Regions from separate parts of the Ovis aries genome. Here region 1 is linked to region 2. Evidence: chromatin contacts called from public Hi-C data. All regions are on one chromosome and are shown on one strand. Each heading gives the region's core, a stretch centred on a gene start, on an enhancer-like site or on the middle of the called end of the contact. The rest is flanking DNA. Distances are from core to core; before and after follow the strand shown. Region 1 holds the start of STRN4 (striatin 4). Region 2 overlaps PRKD2 (protein kinase D2).

Region 1 (5,959 bases), core at 3,118-5,617, 35 kb before region 2:
CTCGCCCCATTTTGAGCAGATACTCAAGAAACAGTTTTCCGACGAAGGATCATCTTAGGTTCAATCCTTCCCAGAAAGGGAGACGTTAGAGACCCAGCTAATCTTCCTCCCTCCTGAGTACTTCTGACCCCTCCTCTTCATTCCCCCAGCTCCTGCTTCAGTCCAGGTTCACCGAGATGCCCACTCAGCCTCCTCCTGGTCTCCTGACCAAGTCCCTTCCTCATGGTAGCCACAGGGGTCTGCAGAGAGCACACCCTGACCTCTCCTCCTCTTGCTCGGAATCTGCCATGGCTCCCTAGTGCTCTGGGGAGAAAGTCTAAGTTTCTCACAATGTCCCACAAGGTGTGACCTGCCTGCCCAGCCCTGTCTCCTGCCACACTTCCTTGAATTCTGAGCTTAAGCCATCTTGGGCTTTGCTTCTGACAGGTCTTATTCACCCCTACCACACACGATTTTTAAATTTTTTCTGGCCATGCTGCCCTGCTTGTGGGAGCTTAGCTCCCTGACCAGGGATTGAACCCAGGCTCACAGCCGTAAAAGCTCAGAGCCCTAACCACTAGACCGCCAGGGAATTCCCAAACAGGCTTATTTCTAAGCCTTTGCATATCCTGTTCCTCCTGCCTGGAAGAGTCTCTCTTGAACACCTTCTCCCCATGCCTCTCTTCCTCTGGAGAACTCCTGCTTATGTTCAGGCTTCAGCTCAGATGCCCCCCTCCTCCAGGAAGCCCTCCCTGAACCACCAGCTGAGTGAGAAATTCCCTCTAGGCTCCCAGAGCCCTTGGGCTGCCCGTTCTGGTTTGCCACTGTCTGGGAATGGGTCTGTCTGCCCTGACTAGACTGTGAGCCCCAAGAGGACAGAGCCAGGGCTGTCTCGATCACCGCTGTGTTCCTTGCATGCAGCTGGACGCCGAAAATGTATCTGGGGAAAAGATGACCGGGGGCATGGTTTCTGTGTGTCTGTGTAGCCCACTCAGGTCCCCAGGGCTGCACTGGGGCCATGTACCTGGGGCCCTGCCCTGGTCTCCCTGTCTCCTCTCTTTCATCCACCAGGAACCCTCCCATCCCCTTCAGCCATCCAGGCCTGCTTGTCCTTCTCTGATCCAATTCAGATGATGCTTAAGAATCTGCGTTGCACTTTCAGAGTGACTTGCTATTCTTCAGGACCTTGGAATTGCCTTCTGGACCTTCCATGAGCCCCTCCTTCCTTTCACCCTTCAGCATCTATTTGTGGAACTCTACAACACAGAGGGCACTGTCCTAGGCACTGGGTACCCAGCCGTGGAGACGTAAGAGACAGATAAGACTCCTAAGCTTGGACAACGCACATTACAGTAGGGGAGGAAACTTTAAACCACAGAATGTTCGGGGTCTTAAAGACCTGAGAGTTTCAGCACTCAGGTACACAGAAGCACAGAACAGACCCTCAGGTGGTTCCAGAATCGTCTACCAATTCTAAAGAGACCATCCTGGGACTTCCCTGGTGGTCCAGTGGTTAAGACTCTGCGCTTCCAATGCGGGTTCAATCTCTGGTCAGGGAACTGAGAATTGCACATGCTGCCGTGTGGCCAAAAAGTAAAACTGAAAAATTGAGGATTGCCTGGCTTCACTTACAAAAAAATAGAGACCATCCTGCTGCTTCACCCTTGTCCTCTATGGTCTGGGTCCCCCTCGGAGCCCAGAGGGATCCTGTTCGACCTTGAATTAGATCCTGCCTGCATCTGCTCTCAAACCTTCTGTGGCTGGAGACTTGCTCAAATGGAGGGCCAGAATCTTCACTGGGACCCACAAGGCCCCACATGATCCCTGCCCTCTCCTACTCAGCTGCAGCTTGTTCCCTCTGACTGGACGCTCTCCCGGCCCGGCAGCAGCTGGATGCCCCCCACCCTGCCCCGCCAGCCATCAGATCTTGGCCCCTTCCTTTGGCAACCCTACTTACAGCGCCTCACCCTAGCACCCCCATACTTCCTATGTCTTTCTTCCTCTCCCAGTTGTTCTTATGTAGATGTGACTTATCTTGTGTCTTGCTTTGTCTATTCTGTTTCATGTTGTATACCTGGAACATGGCTCAGTACCCTGCCCACTCCAGGTGCTCAATAAATTTGCGTGGAAAGAATGACTGATTCCTCTTATTCAAATGGGGAACATGAGCCCCATAGAGAGGAAGGCCAGAGGGAGCAGAATCCAGGTCTCCATCCCCTGGCCCTGACTCTCACTAGGCACTGTCTGGCTGACTCTGGGCCAGGAGGCACCCAATAGAACACAGGACAGGAGCTGGTTTCTCAGAGACCAGTGGTGTGAGAGCCAAATGAGGAGGCGATGGGACCGTGAAGAAAGAAGACTCATCTTGTTCCATGACAAGGTCAGTCTTGGCTTCCCCAACTGTAAGGACTCAAAAACACTGGGGCCAAGGGGATGAAACGAGGCTTCTGAAAGATCATAACAGGATCATAATAATATCAAAAATTCTAGCCACTCATGATGTGCCAGACTGTATTCTAAGCATTTTACCAGTATCAACTTATTTAATCTTCACATTTGATCACATTAAAAGATGAGGAAACTGAGGCACAGAAAAGTGAGGTCACTTGCTCCAGGTCACACAGCGGGGAAGTGGCAAACCCAGGATTGGATTGGGAAGCTGGGTTCAGAGTTGTGATTTTAGCCAATAAACTTAGCTGTCTCTTTTGGGTCCACAAAGATAGTCCAATTCAGCCCATCTTCAGTGAGACAACCCTCTTTTCCCAGTCCTCACCTAACAGGTGCTTTCAAAGCTGAATATGGCCCGTTAATTAATTAACTCGTCACTCAACAAACAGGTATTTATTGAGTGTCCTCTGTGTTCTGGAGACCCTGGATGAACCAGACAGTGGTTGGGCACATCCTTCCAGAGGTTGCAAGACAGACAAAATCCCTGCAAACAACTTACAGATAGAGCAGGAAAACAAAAGGGGGCTGTGAGAGAGAAAAAGTGGTCAGGTGAGGAGAGGACTGTTAAGCTGAGACTGTCCTACCATTGCCCACGAAACAGTGTAAGGGGATCTATGCTCACTTCAGGCCAGGCTTCACCTGGCTGCAGCTCTAGAATGGTAATGTAATGGATAAAGAAAACATCTGACATGTGGAGAAACCTTTGGGGACAAGGGCAGTTTTCCCGTGATTGCTGGTAACACTGAGAGATTTCTTACCTTTTAGGTTGCAGGATAAGGGAGCTTCAGGGGAGCAGTTCCAGCCCAGCTCAGCTGCATCGCTGAGGAAGGAGAAACCAGGAGACCCTCAATCAGTCAATTTCACACAATAGAACACAATTTCATCTCACCTACAAAAGTGAGATGGGAAGGATGTCATAGCAATGTATAACCACCTCTTCTTTCATAAATGTGTCCAGAAAGGTAAGACTAGAAGTGACAGAAGGTATTACCATGACAACCCCTTCCCTAGATCCACTCCATCCTGAGAGACAATCTTAAAATGTCCTTTACCTTGGTGGGTCTTAGGGTCACTGGAAGGGGGACTGCCCCCATTACCATAGTAACCAGGACTTGGCTTTGCTTGTTTCTCACCTCTCTGGGGATGGTCCAGGCCTTGTAACCATAGCAACTACTTCTCAGCAGAGCATCTCCTCTAAATAAAAACACCTGGTTGGTTTGGTCCACAGACCTCCCACGATGGGAAAGGGGAGATGGTTACCATGGTAATGCCAACTGTGTGGCTGGGGGGAGGGGCTGGGAAAGAGCTGCTTCCCTTAGCACTGTCCTTGGGGCTGGGGTCCTTTCTCCCTGAGGGCTGGGTGAGGTTGCCATAGTAACCGATGTGGGTAGGGGCATAAGGACCACCAGAGACTTGGGTTACCTTAGCAACCTCTTCCTGGTGCAGGGCCAGGAGAGAGTTGGAGCTCCATAACCACAAAGGTGGAAGGGAGAGGAGGCTAAGGGTGTTCCAGATTGGGAGGAGTTACCATGACAACCGACCTGGGCCAGAAATCAGGATGGGGCCATTGCTGAAACCACCCCTGGTGGTCGTTCTTTCCCTCAAAGAGTGACAGTGATTGTGGAGGAGAGTGCTATTTGGGTCTGGAGAGGGCTAGAGTCTTTCTTTGGGATGAAACGGGAGGAGGGGGGTAGAAAGCGGTCCCCCCCCCCAAGTACCGCGTTTCCCATGGGCGACCCTCGCGCGGAGCCTGGGTCGCGTTTGCCCTCCTCCGGGCGCGCGCCCCCTTTCCGCCCCGCGCCCCCTCCCACGCGCGCGCCTTCGGGGTCGACCCGGGTGGGCGAGGCGCGCGCCCGACTTCGTTCCCGTCACCCGCCCCCCCGGCCCCCGCCGAGCGCGCGCGCGAGGGCTGGCGCGGCCGCGCAGGCGCGCGAGGCACAGCGGGCGCGCGGGCCGGCCCCGGGGCCTCCATGATGGAGGAGCGAGCGGCCGCCGCCGTCGCCGCCGCCGCCTCCTCCTGCCGCCCGCTGGGCTCCGGCGCGGGCCCCGGCCCGACGGGGGCGGCCCTGGTCTCCGCCCCCGCCCCGGGGCCCGGCCCGGCTGCCAAGGGAGGCGGCGGCGGCGGAGGCAGCCCGGGTCCCGCAGCGGGACCGGAGCCCCTGAGCCTGCCCGGGATCCTACACTTTATCCAGCACGAGTGGGCGCGCTTCGAAGCGGAGAAGGCCCGCTGGGAGGCCGAGCGCGCCGAGCTGCAGGTGAGCACCGCCCCGGGACCCCCGGCCCCCGCCCGCCCGGCCCGGCCCAGCCTCACCCGCCGCCGCCGCCGCCGCCATCTTGGAGCAATGGCCGCCGGGACGGCCGGGGGGGCGGGCGGGGACGGCGACCGGCCGGGAGCCGGAGTGAGGGGCCGGCCGAGGGGCGGCCGGCGGCGGGAGGGCGGCCCGCGCGGTCGCCGGGAGGAGGCGGCGCGGGGCCCCCGGGCCTGCTGGAAGTGGGAGCGAGCCGGCCGGCGGAAAGGTTCCTGGGAGAGGGGCCGCGGAGCCCCGAGGCGCCCCGGGAGAGCTCCGCGAAGCGTTGGGAGGGGATGAGGGGTCTTGTGTACGAGTGAGCCGGCAGCTCCCAGGGTGCCGCACGAGGGACTCCCCATTCCGCCCCCGACCAGGTGCGCGCCGGAGGCGGAGCCCGATGGACCCCGGGCGGGGGAGAGGGGGCGTCGGGGGTGACTGCGATCAGCCGGGGGCGAGAGCGGGGCGGGGAGCCCGCGTGAGTCGAGAGAGGAAGTCAGGGAGCCCGGGACGCGTGTGTGTTTCGGAGCGTTTGGACTGGAGGGACTGAATGACGGTGGTGTTGAGGACTCCAAGGATGCGGAGCAAGGTCTCCGGGCGCGAGGTGGGGGGCGTGAAGGTGTGTGTCCTCTCCTCTGAGGAGGAAACTTTGGGGAGCCCTGGCAGGCCTGGCTTCCGCGTGCAGGGGAGGGGTCCCAGGGTTGGAAGCACGGATGGAGCCAGGACGTGAGCCAGGAGCCTGTGTTGGAAGAGAACGGAGAGCCGAAACTCTTTGGGGATGTGGGGGCCCCCGCCGTGAGATGGGAGGTGAGGTGTGTGGGATGTCAGATGGAGAACCCCCGAACTGGAGTATGGGAGGGTCAAACTTGGCCAGCTGTGGAGAGGGGCGGTAGGATGGAGACAGTGAAGAGGAATCGGGGAACCTGGGGCATGGCAAGGGGAGCCTTTTTGGAGAGCAGGAAGACAGCCAGAGGAAACATTTCAGAAGGATCCTGGGGTGGGAGGTGTTTGTGGAAGTTTCTGGGAAAAGATCCTATGGTTTGTGGAGTAGATTCAGGGAGGAAGGTGTCCTGAGATGTTTGGAAGAGGCTGAGGAGCTGGGCTGGGTTTTGTGACCTTGAGAACTGTGGGTCGATTAGCAGAGTGTCCTGAGGAGCCTGGGTATCCCAGTGGCGAGGATTTGGAGGGTTGGGGCATTGTTAGCAAAGTCAGTATCTCCTTCTAGCATCTGGTCTTTCCTCTTTTCA
Region 2 (6,550 bases), core at 2,227-4,726:
TGCTCAGTAAAATTTGCTGGATGGATGGATGACAATTAGAAGTTTGGATTTACCTCCCTCCTGGAGTCTCACAACCCTTGGATGTTTATCTGCATCCTGGTCTCCCCCCAGACCCTAGTCTTGTTCATGTAGCTGTCTTCTTGATGCTTTCACCGGGTGCCTCCAGGCATCTCAGATATAGCCTGTCCAAGACAGAAATCTTGATTTTGCCTTCTTTTTTTTGTTGCACCGCTGGGCATATGGGATCTTAGTTCCCCCACCAAGGATTGGACCCATGCCTTCTGCAGTGGAAGCGCAGTGTCTCAACCACTGGACCACCAGGGAAGTCCCCTGCCCTTCTAACCCTTCCTTTCCCACAATCTTCTCCAGCTTGGTGAAGGATATCACCATTCACACAGGTGCTCATGCCCCAAACCTTGGGTCATCCCTGACTCTTCTTTTTCTCGTACCCCTTTACTTGGTCCATCATCAGACCTACTGATTTCACCCTTAATTTACATCCTGAAGCTATTTCTTATTCTCTCCATGGATCCAAGCCGCCATCACTTCCTGCCTAGATTATTGCAGTAACACCTAAGTCAACTCATGACATTCCACTGTTGAGAATCCTCCCATGGCCCCCCAGTACCCTTGGAAGAAAAAAATGCAAACTCCTCCTCAATGTGGTCTCAAGGCTGTGCATGACCCGGCCCGTGGCAATTCCGTGAATTCATCTCTTAACACTGTCCTTCTTTCTTTCTTCCAACCATCTTGTCTGCCTTCTGTCCCTTGAAGAAGCCAAGCTCCCTCCCACCTCAGGGCCTTTGCCCTTGCTGTTTTGTTTTTGGTTTTGGCTTTTGGTGTTTTGTTTTTTTTTTAACATTTCTTTACTTATTTTGCTGCGCCAGGTCTTTTTTTTGGCTTGTGGGATCTAGTTCCCTGGACTAGATCAAACCTGGGCCTCCTGCATTGGGAATGCAGAATCTTAGCCACTGAATCACCAGGAAGTCCCTATTCTTTGTGTGTGTGTGTGTGTGTGTGTTTCTTGTCTCTTTCCTAAAAGAATGCTCTCTGAGAGTGGGGCAAAAAATCTCCCTTGTTCAGAGCTTTATCCTGAGTGTGTAAACAGTGCTTGGCACATAGAACCCAGTCCCCTTTCAGTTGCATAATATAAGAAAGGTAACTTAATGATAGACAAAAATTGGGGTGGGGGTAGGGAGCCCAACAAGATTTAGTCCAAAAACAAAACTTTAAAAACAATAGCTAACATATTATTGAGCATTTTCTCTGTGTCAGGCACTGTTTTAACAGGTTTCCAGGACTTCCCTGGCAGTCCAGTTGTTAGGTCTCCAAGCTCACTGCCAAGGGCCCAGGTTTAATCCCTGGTCTGGGAAGTAAAATCCCACCAGCAATGTGGTAAGGCGCAAAACAAAACAAAACAAAAAAATAAAGCTTTCCATATATTCATTTAACTCATAAAAAAGAACTGTAAGCAGATAGTATTAAGATACTGGGCACAGAGACATCCCTGGTAGTCCAGTGGCTAAGACTCTGTGCTCGCAATGCAGGAGGCCCGGGTTCGATCTCTGGTTGAGGAACTAGATCCCACATCCCACAGCTAAGATCCAGTGCAGCCAAATAAATACTTAAAAGAAAGAAAAAAGATACTGAGCCTGTTCTGTGCTAGATTCCTTCGTGGCCCAGACTCTGACCTTTTTCAGGCCTATATCCTCATGTCATCTCCTCAAGAAAGCCTTCCCTGACTACCTATTTTATTTTGGCCGTGCAGCACAGCTTTCGAGGATCTCAGTTCCCCAGCCAGGGACTGATCCCCAGCCCCAGGCAGTGAAAGCACCAAGTCCTAACCACTGGACCGCCAGGGACTTCCCCTGACCACCTATTTAAAATGGTACCTCTTGCATCTTCCCTATCTAACCTCTTTGCTTAATTTTTCTCCCAAGCATTTACTGACTTCTCACTTAGTGTATATTTTATTGCTTAAAAATTTCAGAAGCAGTATGTATAGTGGCTCAGGAAGATCCCCTGGAGAAGGGAATGGCAACCCACTCTAGTATTCTTGCCTGGAGAATCCCACAGACAGAGGATCCTGGCGGGCTATGGTCCATGGGCTCGCAAAGAGTTAGACGCAACTAGCAACTGACACTCTAAAGTACAGGGTTAAAAGCATGAACTCTAGAGCCACCCTGGCCTGGATCTGAATCTGAGTTCTGCACCTTGCTAACTGACCTTGGGCAGATTGCTTCACCTATCTGCGCTGTAGTCTTTTCATCTAGAAAATAGGGATAATCATGTACCTCAGTGGGCTCTTGATAAGGGTAAATTTGTTAATATTATAAAGTACTCAGCACAGTGTGGCTCGGTGGCTCAGTGGTAGAGAACCCACCTGCCAACGCAGGAGACACAGGTGTGATCCCTGGACCAGAAAGATCCCCTGGAGAAGGAAATGGCAGCCCACCCTAGTATTCTTGCCTGGGAAATCCCATGGCGGGCTACAGACTCCACAAAAGACTCTAACACAACTTAACAGCTAAACAGCGACAGCAACTCAGCATAGCGCCTGGCACAGAGTAACTGCTAGATTGAGAGACTGTTAAATGAGAGTATTTCTCTTCCTCATTTTGTTTGTCAGTCTCCCTTACTAGAGGCCAGGCAGAGGTTTTGTCTGTGTTGTTCTCTGTAGTGTCCCCAGCCCCTGGAACAATATCCAGTAATTAATTTGTTGAATTTCCATTTTACGGATGGGAAAAGTGAGAAACATAGGTATTTTTCTTTTGTTTTGTCTTTCTCTTTCTCTCTCTTTTTTTTACACTTCCCAGATCAAGTAGATCAGAAACTCTGAGGGTGGGACCCAAGCATTTGTATTTTCTTTTAGTTAAACATTTTAAAATTGTGATGAAATATACATAAGATAAAACTGCCATCTTAACCATTTTAAAAGTCCAGTGTTTAGCAGTGTTCATCGCACTCACATTGTTATGCAATCAACCTCCAAAACTGCTTTCAGATTGCAAAACTGGAACTCTGTACCCATGAAACAACTCCCCATTCCCCCTCCCCTCAGCTCCTGGCATAGGTACATAGGTGTTCTGGCCAGTGGTGGAGCTGGGATTTGAACCCAGGTCGAATGTAGGATGCGAGTAAATGATTGAAAGAGAGATCAAACCTTGCAGCCGGGAGGACTGTTGAGAAACCTGGGAACGCGGAGGCTGAAATGGCCACCGCTGGTCGCGGCTCAACCATGCGCCCCTCCCTGCTGCCTGCAGCTTCGGCCACTTTTGAGGACTTCCAGATCCGCCCGCATGCCCTCACCGTGCATTCGTACCGAGCGCCTGCCTTCTGCGACCATTGCGGAGAAATGCTCTTCGGCCTAGTTCGCCAGGGCCTCAAGTGTGATGGTGAGAGACCGAGGGGCTGGAGGCGGGGCCAAGAGGAAGGGCGTGGGCGCGAGGGCGGGGCCGAGGTGGAGCTCAGGACCTGGAGGCGGGGCCTAAGAGGGGGAGCTCGGAAGGCGAGGTGAGCGCCCAGAGGCAGGGCTTGGGAGAGGAACTGGAGGTGGGGCAGGAGGCGGGGCCTGGGTTGGGGGCGGGATCTGGGTGGGACTCGGTTTGGGGGTGGAGGGTGGGGACTGGGAGGTGGAGCTCCGAGGGAGACGTAAGAGAGAGGAGTTGGGGTAGAAAAGGGGTGATGGAGAAGAGAGCGGAACCCGTACCAGTCAGGCACCAACGGGAGAAACAGAACCTGTGGGGAGCACATATTAAGGGATTTGGGCGGAAGGAATTGGCTTCCAGGATTGTGGCCGCTGGCAACTCTGAAATCCACGGGGTGGGTCGTCAGGAAGGGCAAGCTGGAGCCCTGGCAAGAGCTGAAACGTCTTTCCACCTGGGAAATCTCAGGTTGCTCTTTAAACCTTTCAACTGACTGAAACAGGCCCACCCAGATTAACTAGGATGATTTCCCTCCCTTAAAGTCAGCTGATTGTGGACTTGAATCACATCGCCAAATACTTGCATGAATGCTAAGTCGCTTCAGTCATGTCCGACTCTGCAACCCCATGGACCGTAGCCCGCCAGGCTCCTCTATCCATGGGATTCTCCAGGCAAGAATACTGAAGTGGGTTGCCATGCCCTCCTCCAAGGGATCTTCCTGACTCAGGAATCAAACCCATGTCTCCTGCGGCTCCTGCATTGCAGGCAGATTGTTTACCACTAAGCCACCAGGGAAGCCCAGGCTACAGTCTATGGGGTTGCAAAGAGTTGCACATGACTGAAGCTACTGAGCAGCAATGGCAGCCCTAAATATGCTTGTGGAGGACTTCCCTGGTGGGCCAGTGGTTAAGACTCCACTCTTCCACTGCAGGGGACACAGATTCGACCCCTGGTTGGGGAAATAAGATCCTGCATGCCGCATGGCCAAAAAACAACAACAAAAAGCAAAGCATAATTAAATACACTTGTGGCATTATTTAAGGGCTCTAGAGATAATAGCTGTATTAGGCCCACAAAAGCCAATTTAGTGCATTCAAAGCTGCTATCAATATTGCCATCGTCCACACATCGTATCCGACTCTTGATGTCTTGGTTTGCATAACCTTCATCACGGTGTGTTCCTGGTGTCATTAAGTTCTAATGGCCATTCTCCAAGTGGACTTCATTGGCCTGGCATCACAGATGATGGTCCAAGTACACATGGTTCCAAAAGAGGCCCAAATGTCTGTCCTTAATGCTAGTGACAACCTTCCTACAGGAGATTGACTCCACTTCGGTATTCGTGCTAGGAGTCAAAGATGAGTTTCTGAAATTCTGTGAAGCATGTGAGTGATTAAAGACAAATTGAGACATGGTTCCTGTGTGCGATTTGCCATCCTGGAACTCCTAGCAGTGCCAACAGCGGTCCTGAGGCTTGCATTTGCAGTTGTGACACTTTGCATTCGAGACTGTCTAGGAGGAGGAATTGCTGAGCAGGAAAGTCTGTAGCAGGCAGGCTGCCAGAAGACAGGTTTCATGAGATGTTTCAAAAGAAGTTTCCAAAGGATGGAGGAACATTTTCTTTCCTTTTTTTTTTTTTTTTTTTTTAGTATTTCTTTATCTGTTTGGCTGCGCTGGATTTTAGTTGCAGCATTCCAGCTGTTAGTTGGAGCATGTGGTATCTATTTCCCTGACCAGGAATCAAACCCAGGCCCCTTGCATTGGAAAGCATGGAGTCTTAGGCAAGGGAGTCCCTGAAGGAAGATTCTTTGCTCCAGAGGGCAGTCCTGGAGTCATCTGGAATTATCAGAGATGTATGGAGAAGCATTCAGGAAGTCCAGTAGGAAATGACAAGCTGAGCCTGACTCTATCATGGTCAAGGATTAAAAATAGAAAAGAAAGAACAAAGTCACACTTCCACCTGATATGATACAACCATCCAGAGTGGGACTGAAAATGTGCTCTTTCTCCAGAAGGCAATGCCCTCATGTGACAGTCCCTTTTCTCCTTTGATATCCTGTAACTTAGATATTGGGACTCTCCAGTTTTCTCAGTGGCAAAGAATCCGCCTGCCAATGAAGGAGACGAGGGTTCAATCCCTGGGTCGGGTAGATCCCCTGGAGAAGGAAATGACAACCCACTCCAGAATTCTTGCCTTGGAAAATCCCAGGTACAGAGGAGCCTGGTAGGCTACAGTCCATGGGGTGGCAAAAGAGTCAGACACGACTTAGCAACTGAACAACAACTTACTATCATGATATAAGTGAGGTGAAGTCGCTTAGTCGTGTCCAACTCTTTGCGACCCTATGGACTGTAGCCTACCAGGCTCCTCCGTCCATGGGATTTTCCAGGCAAGAATACTGGAGTGGGTTGCCATTGCCTTCTCCAGGGGATCTTTCCCACCCAGGGATCGAACCCAGGTATCCCGCATTGTAGGCAGACGCTTTACCGTCTGAGCTACCAGGAAAGCCCATGATATAAAGCTAGTTATTATTAATATGTTATAGGATAACGGGGTAGAAGAGGGAAGAAGAAAATATTTGGTATCCGCATGTATTCATAACAAAGTAAGGAAGAAATAGTCATAACTGTGAAGTCCTCGGGGCTGCAACTAGCCACGTGGCTTTGGCTTCCTTGTCTTCCTTCTCCACTGCCTGGTCCATGTTTCCCTCGCCCTCAGCCAACACCTCACCTGCCCAGGGTGGTGGCCCAAACCTTTCTTTCTCTCTTTTCTGGCTGCCCTACGCATCTTGGAGCTTATTTTCCCAACCAGGGATTGCACGGCATCCTCAACTGCGAAAACGCAGAGTCCTAACCACAGGACTGCCAGGGAATTCCCCAGACCTTTATTCCTGCAGTCTCTCAGCCCTTAGCAGTTCTGCCTGAATTGGGTTTTGTAGTTTTCCGTTGAAGTTAATTACACTAGGAAGAGGTATCTCAAGGGATCTGCTCTATTCCAGAGCTTCAGAAAAGGAGGAGGAGGGGGTGAGCGGAGCTTTAGAGCCCGGACCCGGTAGAGGCTATGAATCTGACCGTCTGGCGCCCTCCACAGGCTGCGGACTGAATTACCACAAGCGCTGCGCCTT

The links. Hi-C and Micro-C count contacts between places; a contact is called where the count stands out from the background.
Region 1: a Hi-C map of liver shows a contact between it and region 2, with 5 times the contacts expected there. The contact joins the promoter of STRN4 here to the enhancer-like site in region 2. A contact is called at or near these places in 9 of 16 Hi-C or Micro-C datasets (blood, hypothalamus, liver and 5 more).

Annotation. Positions count from the first base shown.
Region 1 is chr14:53,622,845-53,628,803 of ARS-UI_Ramb_v3.0, reverse strand. It overlaps STRN4 (striatin 4), which reads left to right and starts at 4,367. Exons shown (of 18, transcript XM_027978522.3): 1 at 4,367-4,682. The coding sequence starts at 4,398. It overlaps FKRP (fukutin related protein), which reads right to left and starts at 4,783. Exons shown (of 3, transcript XM_042232219.1): 1 at 4,739-4,783; 2 at 3,186-3,316.
Region 2 is chr14:53,586,462-53,593,011 of ARS-UI_Ramb_v3.0, reverse strand. It overlaps PRKD2 (protein kinase D2), which reads left to right. Exons shown (of 19, transcript XM_042232217.2): 4 at 3,264-3,395; 5 at 6,517-6,550. Among named protein-coding and RNA genes, the nearest start is that of PRKD2, 7.4 kb to the left of the region's middle. Within about 2 kb of position 3,476, at least 5 of the 54 cell types and tissues checked have an H3K27ac peak or open chromatin away from gene starts, as enhancers often do. A contact at or near this core is called in liver, where this site is marked.